Regions from separate parts of the Callithrix jacchus genome. Here region 1 is linked to region 2. Evidence: chromatin contacts called from public Hi-C data. All regions are on one chromosome and are shown on one strand. The core of a region is the stretch at or near the end of the contact, and the rest is flanking DNA. Distances in the headings are between cores, read along the strand shown. Region 1 has its middle 35 kb from the start of SH3BP5. Region 2 holds the start of SH3BP5 (SH3 domain binding protein 5).

Region 1 (5,594 bases), core at 1,482-3,981, 35 kb after region 2:
CTAGACAACAGAGCAAGACTCTAAAAAAAGAATACTGAGCCCTTGATTGGGGTGGGGGGTGAGTAGTTCATTTGACACAAGTATGAGATGAGCTGCAGGGAGTGTCTCAATAATGACCACAGGTCTTTGTGAGTCTGGTAACAGTCTTCACCAAAATGGAAGACTTGTGTTTATTTTTTAATATCATGTATTACTGGCTATCTCTTTCATATGTATTAATGATATTGAAATAATGTTATCGGCTTTGCCCAGATTTTTAAGTAAAATGGACATGCCTTAACAACCTGTTTTCTTTCTTCTGCGGCTTCTTATACCCTCTGGCCTGCCAATAATCCCGTGGGTACAGATACCCAGGCTAAGATGCAGGAACCTAGCGGGTTCTTCTTCCTGACCCTGGAGGTAAGGGCTTTTGGTTGGCTTTAACTAAAAGCCCCAGGAGAATCCTCCTGATTGCTTGAGCCCAGGAGTTCCAAATAAGCCTGGGCAACATAGTGAGACTCTGTTTTTACAAAAATATACATATTTCTTTTTAATAATTTTTTTTTTTTTACTAGAGATGGAGTCTCACTATGTTGACCAGGCTGGTCTCAAACTCCTGGCCTGAAGCGATCCATCCATCTTGGCCTCTCAAAGTGCTGGGATTACAGGCATGAGCCACCATGTTCAGCCTATAATTTTTTTTTAAATTAGTCAGGCATAGTGGCACGTGACTGTAGTCCCAGCTACTCAGGAGGCTGAGGTGGGAGGATGGCTTGAGGCCAGGAGGTGGAGGCTGCGGTATCCTGCGATCCCAACACTGCACTCCAGCCTGGGCATCAGAGTGTGAATCTGTCTCAAACAAACAACAAATTTTTTTTTAAATCAACAAATGTAAAATTTGAAGGAAAAAAAAGGAAGCCTCCTACCTCCTCCAGGCTGCTGCATACTAAATACGCAGCTTCAGGCAAGACTCTGCCTCCAGTAAGGAGTTCAGATGAACAAGGATTCCATTTTGTTTCCCCTCAGACACACTTTGTCATCACTTAAAGCCTATCCGTTTTCTAACCTTTCTCCAAATCCTTTTGGGGATGACTCATTCTGTGAAGTGAGCTTGTCGGGAGTTTTCCATCATGTTCCTTTGTGTTGATTATTTTCATAATTTTTTCATTGTTGAGACTTTATCTTCCCTGACATGCAATTTCCTTATTGTCCTTATAGGACAGACCTCTCTCTTCTTTGCCCAAAGAGGGCTGAGCAAGTGTCCAAGCTCCTCCCTTCTGTTGTTCATTTTTCTCTTTTTCTTTTTCTTTTTATGGAGAACAGGGTCTCACTGCAACCTCCACCTCCTGGGCGTAAGCAGTCCTCCCACCTCAGCCTCCCAAATAGCTGGGACTACAGGCATGTGCCTCCATGTCCAGCCAATTTTTGTATTGTTTGTAGAGACAGGGTTTTGCATGTTGCCCAGGCTGGTCTCAGGCTCCTGGGCTCAAGCAAACCTTCTGCCTTTGCCTCCCTAAATGTTGGGATTACAGGAATGAGCCACTGCACCCCCCCTTCTCTTCTGTTTGAGTTTGATCTACCTCTGTAAATTTAGGCTATGGAGCTGGGGAAAGAGAATGGATTTTTGAGTCATGCAGACCGCTTTCAGTCCTAGCTCTCCTACTGACTAGATAACACTAGGCCAACCATGTAACCTCTCCCAGTCTTAATATACTCATCGATGAAAAGCAGAACAACCATTTCCCAGGCTGCTGTGAAAACGGAAGGAGGTGAGGTATGTAGAAGCATCTTAATTAGTATCTGACACAGAGAAAATAATCAGTGTAAATTTTTGCTTCCTTTTAAGAGAAAGGAAGTAAAGTTCTGTGGTCTACAAACTAAGGGTGGCGTTGATGCCCACTGAAGAGCCACTCATGAGGAAATGTGCAGATAGCCACTCCCCACTGGAGAGTATGGTCTTGACTTTTGCCTCAGTATCTCCAGCTCCTACCCATCATAGGATGTAGCACAAAGTGGGAATCCACCAATTGTCTATTGGATGAATAAATGAATACATGAATGAGTGAAAACATTTCTCTAGACTAGCAAAGGATCTGAGATAAGTTACGTCAAAGGAATCAAACAGGCCGTAATATGTGAAACTTACCTCCATGAATCTATCTGATCCCCACACCTCTGACACTGTATAATAGTTTGTCATGAAAGTCTGCCATACTGAGGGAGGGGGTCATGCACGAGAGCAGCACTGGCCTTGAGAAATTCAAGCATACCATAATGCAAGAGCAGGTGGGCTGAGCAGATCACTTGCATGTAGGAGTTAATTGTTAGGGCAGTCAGGAGTTAGCAAGGAAGGCATGAGAGGGGTTGCCCTGTAATTACTATTGTCTCAGCATAAATGATTTTTTTCTGGCAAGTAATTGCTGTGTATCGGGTTGCAGCGATAGGTTCTGACGGTGGAGATGTCTTTGAGGAATGACTTCGATGAGTAAGCACAGCCTGGCATCACCAGATGGTTCGCTGCGGCTCGCCGTCTCTGGCCTCAGCGGTAGCCTCCTAGCCAGACCCCTGCTTCCACACTTGCTTCGTCACAGTCCAGTCTGGTAGCAACGAAAATTGACGCTAGATGTCTAAACAAAATGGGAACTTACTGGAAAGATTTAGAGACTCAGCATTCCAGGAGAAACTGGCATGAGCAAGCCAAGGAAGTAAGGAAACGCAGGGCAGAGTAGGTGAACCATGGGGGATCTAAAGGCATGCCAAGAACATTTGCAGGAGCAGGAAACCCATCCCTGTGTTTCCCAGGCACGCTAGGTGGGCCCCTGCCTCCTCTCTTCCGTTCCTTTCAGAGTTGAGAAAGGGCAAACTTGTCTAAAGCAGCATATCCATGGATTAAGGAAGTAGCACCGTTTCCTCTGCCAGCTCTGCTTGCTGAAAGATGAGGAGGTGACGATAACATCTTCGTCATCTACCTACAAAGGTCATGATCGAGTCTAGGCCTTGCCTGGAATACTGGGGGATAAGACTAGGTTAGACTTGGCAGTAAAGCAGGTGCCACAAACTCACATGCTGTAGGGACCAGCGGGGTCAGGGAATAGGTGCAGCCAGCTGGGTGAAAAACAATACAGCATGACGATGCCTGTGCTGAAGTGGAGAGCCAGCCTACAGAAGGCATCAAATCCTAAACATTTGTGATATGATAATGTGGTTTTACTTTTTTTTTTTGAGACAAGGTGTCACTCTGTCACCCAGCCTTGAACGTAATGGCACAATCACAGCTCGCTGCAGCCTCAAGCATGCCCCTGCCTCAGCCCCCTGAGAAGCTAGGACTACAGGCACACAGTATGACACCTGGCTAAATTATTTTATTTTTTTGTAGAGGTGAGGTCTCCCTATGTTGCGTAGGCTGGTCTCAAATTCCTGAGCTCAAGTGATCCTCCCACTTAACCTCCCAAAGTGTTGGGATTACAGACATGAGCCACCACGCCTGGCCTGGTTTTACTTCTTTAATGTATTAACAGAATGGATTCGTTGGTGAATTTCCCAATTTTGAATCAGCCTCTAGTGGTGTGCTATAGCTGGCTCTTACCAGGTGACAGCCAATTATTAAATTTTCAGGAACTTTTTAAAGTCATTGATGTCATGCTGGTAGCTTAAAATTGGCTGTGATGGGAGTGTTTACGCCATGGGAACTGGCAAATGCTATAAATTGGGGCTGTTTTCTTCCTTCTCAGAGAGCTAGTTGTGAATCCAGCATGCTACTGCTTGTACTCCTGGAATAAACTGTGCTTGATCTTGTTGTATTATTTTTTCATTGCTGTATTTTACAGCAATATGTTACTGTAATTACTGTGTTACATTGTTCGCCAGCTTTATTTCTTAAAGCCTTTCCTAATTTTCGTATGGTCCAGTTTAAGTCTCTGCTTCTTAATTACCTAGGGAGTATTGTAAAATGCAGATGCCTATGCCATGTACCTGACGGATAATCAGAACCTCTGAAGCTGGAACCCAAATACTAGTACTTTTTAAACACTCCATAGGTGATTCCCGTGTACAGCCAGGGTTGAGAACTAGTGGCCTAGGCCAGTGCTTGTCAAACATCAACGTGCGCGCAGATCATCTAGGGATCCTGTTAGTATGCAGAGTCTAATTTAGTAGGTCTGGGGCGAGCCTGAGATTCTGCATTTCCAACAAGTTCCCAGCGATGCCACTGCTGCTGCTGGTCCATGGACCACAACTGGGGTAGCAAGGATTTCAGTTAACACTGTAATTATCCATGCTTTAAAGGTACATCAAACTCAGCTATTCAGCCATTTCATCCTGGTACTTTTTTTAGCATCCAATCTTATTACACCTTTCCATCTCTTATGTAGAACTTAGTCTTTTTAAATTTTCCTCTGTCAATTCTGGTATTATATGTTTTGTAAGAAATCTGTTTCTCTTGGTTTTCAAATATGCTGTCAGAGTGATATTCAGTAACTTCTTACTATTCTTTTAAATTCTCTCACATCTGCAATTTTTAAGCGTTCAAATTCAAATTTCAAAAAAATATTTGTCAGGTGCAGTGGCTCACACCTGTAATCCCAACACTTTGGGAGGCTGAGGTGGGCAGACTGCTTGAGCCCAAAAGTTGGAGACCAGCCTGGACAACATGGCAAAACCTCATCTCTACCAAAAAATGCAAAACATTAGCCGGGTGCAGTGGCACCGGCTTGCCAGTAGTAGTCCCAGTTACTTGGGAGGCTGAGATGGGAGGATTGCTTAAGCCCAGAAGGTCAAGTTGCAGTGAGCCAAGGTCACACCACTGCACTCTACCCTGAGCAACAGTGAGACCCTGCCTCTTAAAAAAAAAAAAGGAAATTGGCCGGGCATGGTGGCTCATGCCTATAATTTCAAACTTTGGGAGGCTGAGGCGGGCAGATCACCTGAGGTCAGGAGTTTGAGACCAGCCTGACCAACAGGGAGAAACCCGATCTCTACAAAAAATACAAAATTAGCTGAGCATGGTGGCACATGCCTATAATCCCAGCTACTCCAGAGGCTGAGGCAGGAGAATCACTTGAACCCAGGAGGCAAAGGTTGCGGTGAGCTGAGATCACACCACTGCACTCCAACCTGGGTAACAAGACCAAAACTCCATCTAAAAAAACAAAAGAAAGAAAGAAATTAAGTCAACCAAACCAAATATCTGTGGGCCAACTGTCCCACAGATACTTATTTTTTTTTCCACTGGCTCTAGGTTCCAGCAGGGTTCAGTTTCTGGTGAGGACTCCCTGCCTGGCTTGCAGATGGCCACCTTCTCACTATTTCCTCACATGGCATTTCTTCTGAATGCACGAGCAGGGAAAGATCTCGTGTCTCTTCTACTTTTTGTTTTTGTTTGAGACGGAGTCTCGCTCTGTTGCCCAGGCTGGAATGCAGTGGCGCAATCTTGGCTCACTGCAACCTCCGCCTCCTATGTTCAAGTGATTCTCCTGCCTCCGCCTCCTGAGTAGCTGGGATTACAGGTGCCCGCCACCATGCCTACCACCACACTCAACTAATTTTTTAATTTAGTAGAGACACTGGTCCACCATATCAGCCAGGCTGGTCTCAAACTGCTGACCTCAAGTGATCTG
Region 2 (5,339 bases), core at 2,087-4,586:
TTATAATTATATTCTATGCACAAGCAGACAATAAAGAAAGGAGCGGGGAAGCAGAAGGGGGAGTTAAACTAGGACAGGAAAGACAAGAAATGGTCTAAGTCAGAGGAAACAACGCAACACTTTCCAGGACAAAGGGTAGGAACCGCCCAGAACATGTAAGAGATTCTGTGAGCTCATTCATTATTCTCCATTAAAGAGTTCAGCTAATTTTCCCCTCTGTCCTTGCAGTCACATTAAAACTCCGGGCTTAAGCATTGTGCAATGCTCTGCACAGACTCAGTTTAGGCCCCATGGAGCTTCCATAATGAAAAACAACATGTGAAATCAGATCCACATGCGTTCCGCCCACAGGTTGAGCTCAGTGGTGTATTTTATTCTGTGAGACAGGGAGCTGTCGCTCAACTCGCAAGGAGGGGAGTCCAGCAATAACCCTCCAGTCAGAACACGAAATTAACCAGCTTTGTGCCGGTGTGACACCACTTCAAGAACAGGAACTCAGCTCTCTGTACCTCAAGTTCAGTCTCCCGTCTGTTGATATCATCCGTGGACTGATTTAACTTCTCCAGTTCTCCCTGGTGAAGAAAAGAGGGAGAAAAAAAGACTTAAGGGATCCATCTTTTGTTTCCAGTATAACTCAGTCCATAACCTGAAAAATTACCCCAGCCCAATTTGCAGGACAAATGAAGAACCAGTACTAATTCTTAAGGCAAACAGCTGAAGCTTGGCTAGAAAAGCAAATGAATGTCAGCATTTCTGAAACCATTTTCTTGACGGTGTCCCTTTTGAAAATGTCTTAAGGGACATTTGGAATTTGAGGTCAAATATTCCAGGTATGTGCCTTCAAGTAAACCCCACCTGTTACAAATGGCTTAATGGCCTAATCAAAACAGTACCATCTGCCTTGAGCAAGAACTTTGCTTAGAAAACAATAAAAGACAATAAGCAAGGCCAAGCCAAAAATATAAATCCAGTGAAATCAAGGGCAGAATTCTGGTATTAACTCATCAGAATTATTTTTCTGTAAAGGGTAAAAATCTTTTGACACTGCCAATTATTCAACCTACTTAGCTGGCTGTTTTAAACTAGCCTTAATTCTCTTCCTTTAAAAAAAAATTTACAAACTGACATTTTGTGAAAAACATCCAACATGAACTTAATTCGTCTTTACTATGCAAACAAAGGATCTTGCTAACATAATTCCACACCAATAACATGCGATTTATTCCAAACCAATTATTTTAATTACAGCATTCCTAATGCAAGGATTTTTTCCCCACCTGATCTTTATGTTGCTAACCTGACAATTCATTTAAACCCCAACCACTGAGTTAAGTGAGCTTGTAAATTGATCTGCGCACCAAAAAGCAATTAAGGATCCAGAAATTACAGAGCATTTTTAAAATCCATTTTTAAAAAATGATTTATTGAAAGGGTTGGGGAAAACGGGTCTTGGAAAGGGATTTGCTCTGCTTTTTGTTTAGGGGTGAAGAGGTTAAACTGTCACTCCTAGATCTCTCTTGGAAATGGAGGCACAGAAAGCCAGCCCAATCCCCTCGCCGCCTCCACGCATCAGCTTTGCGCAGCAGTTGTCCCTGATTTCTGTTCATGCCCAACCTCACAACAAGGGAAAGCAGGGTTTTAAGCAATTTCAGGCCAGACAGAACGTTGCACCGGTGGTGACAATAAGCCGCTGAGTTCGCTAACAATGAATCAGAGAAGGAAAACGGCTCAGGCCGAGCACCTCCGGCAGGTGAGGACGCTGCACCGGGGCACTGGGGCCAGCCCACGCCGCAGGGGCGGGCAACGCCCACCCGCCCACGGTGCCCGCCGCCCACGCAGGCGACCCCTCCTCGCAGAGCGTGGAGGCCGTGCCATCCCCGCGGCGCCGTGGCCGGGCCAGGGGCACCCCGAGGATAGCAGGGCGCCCCCGCCCCCTTTTTCCCTTTGTTGCACAACAGCCCAAACCACTAGGCACTCTGCGGCGACCCCGATCCTGCTAGGGGTCTGCGGGGGGCTGCCCGCAATAGAGTCAGGCCGCATCCACGCGGGCATTGCAGCCTTCATTGTGGAGACGATGAAATGGAGTATACAGACCCTCTCTTGCCACCAGAGCTACGCGGTCGCCAGTCCCCGGACCACAGTCACTGGGGGCTGCGAAGTGGGTGTCCGCTTAGACGCCGACTCCGCAGCATCCCCGGCGAAGCCCGGATGCGGGGCGACTCCGCGCGCCCTACCTGGATCCGGGGGTCCACCTCTTCTTCCTCCTCCAGCCCCTGCTCCATCCCCTCTTCCTCCTCCTCCTCTTCTTCCTCGTCCCGGGCAGGCGGCAGAAGCTCGGCTGGCTCCTCCGAGCGGCTCCGCTTCAGCGCCGCGTCCATGCGGGCAGCCGGCACGCGCGCAGCGCACTGGGTTCCGGAGCGCCCCGGGAATCGCAGCCGCCACAGGCTCGGCTGGAGCCGCCTTGCCACAGCCGGGCACTGTCGGGGAGCCGCGGGAGCCGACACCCGGGAGACGCAGCTCGCCGATGCGGATCGCTCCGGCCGCAGCGGAGCAGAGGAAATGGGCGCGGCCGCCCCCTTTCTGCAGCGGCCGTCAGCGCAGCGCCCGCTCCGCCCCCGTCCCGCCCCGGCCGCGCGTTCCCCGGCCAGTCCCAGCTACCCAGGTCTCCGTCACAAAACCCCAGCTCCCTCCACATCTCCGAGGTGGCAAAATAGGAGAGCACCCACCCCCTTGTCACTTAGCAGCCCGGATATATCTCAACTACGCAACGCAAGCCTCCGGCTTTCGGGAGTCCCCTTCTCCCTCCCTCCCCCGAGGCGCGTTGAGTGTGCGGTGGGAATGTGGGGTGCTTTCACGCTGAAGTCGCTTTCAGAAACCTGCGCTCAGTGACCCTCAACCAGTAAAAAGACTTGCCGAACCCCTGTACTTACCAAACCACATTCCTCCCCTTGGGCAACCCTTGGGAATGGGGCCTCCTCAAAGATTTCCCCAGAAAAGGAAACTAAAATGTGTGCTCACGTAGACGCAGGAGTGCAGAGAGGAGAACCAGCTGCAGTTCCGTGCGCAACTGCATGGCCGAAGGCTGCGGCCCCTCTGGGCGCGCCCCATACCCAAACACAGAGGTGCCGCGGTCCTACCTGAATACCGAGGCAGCATGGAGAATGCATTGAGCTGGGATGCCAGTGGGCTGACACAGCCTTTTTAAGGAGGTGGCAAGTGCAACCGCTGTTGATGGGCACGCTCTGGCCAGGAATTTGTGAATTAGTGAGACTTTCTGCCCACCATCAACGAGTAGGGAGGTCAAGCTTGCCTGGCAGACACAGCACCCGACAAAGCCAAACTGAAGGGGCACGCTTCTGCTTTTATGTCAGGGCCACTGTGATGTCAGGGGAACACGAAGAATGACCTTGGCAAAGCAGGTGAGCACATGGCTGCCAACGTCTCCCTCCCTCCAGAAATGCAGAACGTTCTCATGTTCTCGAGGGAGGCCTGTGGCCCATCCGCTTAAACAAAATTGTCCACCAGTTGTCCAAAATTTGTGGACAATTTTGCTTAAGAAAGGGGCTTCTTTCTGAGAACCTGTCATCAAAGCCACCTTATAACACCTGTGTCTAGTATGACGTGGTGGCTCATATCTGTAATACCAGCTCTTTGAGAGGCCAGGACGCAAGGATCACTTGAGGACAGGAGTTCAAGACCAGCCTGAGCAATACAGCTAGACCCCCCCCCCCCCCCCCGCTTCTCAAAATAAATAAATAAATTTGCTTCTGGTGGTTTTGTCAGAAACTAGGCTAGAGGGTTACTCCTTGGGCAAGGCACCACCCCATACCCCGCTGGCACTATAGTCCATTGTCTCCTGGAGGTAGTGCCATGGTTTGTTTCTAAAAAGGTCAGACCTGTTCATTGCTCTTTAAATCAAGGATGAGTCAGCGTTTGAAACGCCTGTGAGAGGCGTTTCAAAGCTCCTTGCTAAAGTATAGTTGCTTTTGGTTTTCCAATGATAGATGAAGCCAGGGACAAGATAGCCATAGGCGTCACTTTGTGACACATGAGCCACCAGTGTTCCCTGGTGGCTTTGAATTGACCCTCCAACTGGCAGGTACTTCCTAGCTCTGAATAAAGTGAGAGGGTTTGAAATAAAACAGAGAACCGTGGGGTCAGCCCTGACCATGAGAAATGCATCTCAGCTGGCAGCACTCCGTCCTCTCCATTCTCATCAGCTGGCAGCACCCCGTCCTCTCCATTCTAATCAGCTGGCAGCACCCCGTCCTCTCCATTCTCATCAGCTGGCAGCACCCCGTGCTCTCCATTCTCATCAGCTGGTAGCACCCCGTCCTCTCCATTCTCATCAGCAAACTCCGAAGTACATTTCTGCTTAAGCTTAGACCAACATAATGGTTCAAAATGTACCTATGAGACATAGCCCAGCTGCCTAAGAACATCAGTTCAGACTTTCGTCATCTTATTTTTTGGAGATCTGGGCCAGCTATAGTGCTAATCCCAGTAGTGTTTCTAAAGTTAAAATAAGAAAAATAACCAGTCGACCTTCCGTAGCCTCTTGAGTTCCACATATGTAAATTCAACTAACCAAAGACAGAAAATATTTGGGGGAAAAAAACACAACAATTTTTTAAATCTATATTTAAAAATACATGGCCAAGCATGGTGGCTCACACCTGTAATCCTAGCATTTTGAGAGGCTGAGGCAGGAGGATCACTTGAGGCTGGGAGTTCAAGACCAACCTGGGCAACAAAGTGAGACTGCCTCTTTCTCTAGAAAAAAAAAAAATACAGTATGTAACAACTATGTACCTATTTGCATTACATTAGGTATTGCAGGTAAGAAATCTAGAGATGATTTAAAGTATACAGAAGGAGCTGCCCGTGGTGGCTCATACCTGTAATCTCAACACTTTGGGAAGCCAAGGCATGTGGGTTGCTTGAGCTCAGGAGTTCAAGACCAGCCTGGGCAACATGGGGAAACACTAGCTCTGCAGAAACTACTGAAAATTAGCCAAATGTGGTGGCTCATGCCTGTAGTCCCAGCTATTTGGGAGACTGAAATCGGAAGACTGCTTGAGCCCAGGAGGCAGAGGTTGCAGTGAGCTGAGATTGCACCACTGCCCTCCAGCTTGGGTGACAGCAAGACCAGTCTCAAAATAAATAAATATATAAATAATAACAAAGTATACAGAAGGGGACAGACATGGTGGCTGATGCCTGTAATCTGTCTTTTGGGAGGCCAAGGCAGAAGGGAGGATTGCTTGAGGCCAGGAGTTTGAGACCAGCATGGGCAACAAAGCAAGACCTTTTAAATTTTGTAATTTAAAATAAAATTT

Evidence for each region. Hi-C and Micro-C count contacts between places; a contact is called where the count stands out from the background.
Region 1: a contact with region 2 is called in a Hi-C map of skeletal muscle, with 2.5 times the contacts expected there. The contact joins the enhancer-like site here to the promoter of SH3BP5 in region 2. A contact is called at or near these places in 2 of 3 Hi-C or Micro-C datasets (induced pluripotent stem cells and skeletal muscle).

The regions. Positions count from the first base shown.
Region 1 is chr17:54,181,115-54,186,708 of calJac240_pri, forward strand. No RefSeq gene overlaps it. Among named protein-coding and RNA genes, the nearest start is that of SH3BP5, 35 kb to the left of the region's middle. Within about 2 kb of position 2,732, at least 2 of the 16 cell types and tissues checked have an H3K27ac peak or open chromatin away from gene starts, as enhancers often do.
Region 2 is chr17:54,145,227-54,150,565 of calJac240_pri, forward strand. It overlaps SH3BP5 (SH3 domain binding protein 5), which reads right to left and starts at 3,337. Exons shown (of 9, transcript XM_035278189.3): 1 at 3,138-3,337; 2 at 510-572. The coding sequence starts at 3,167.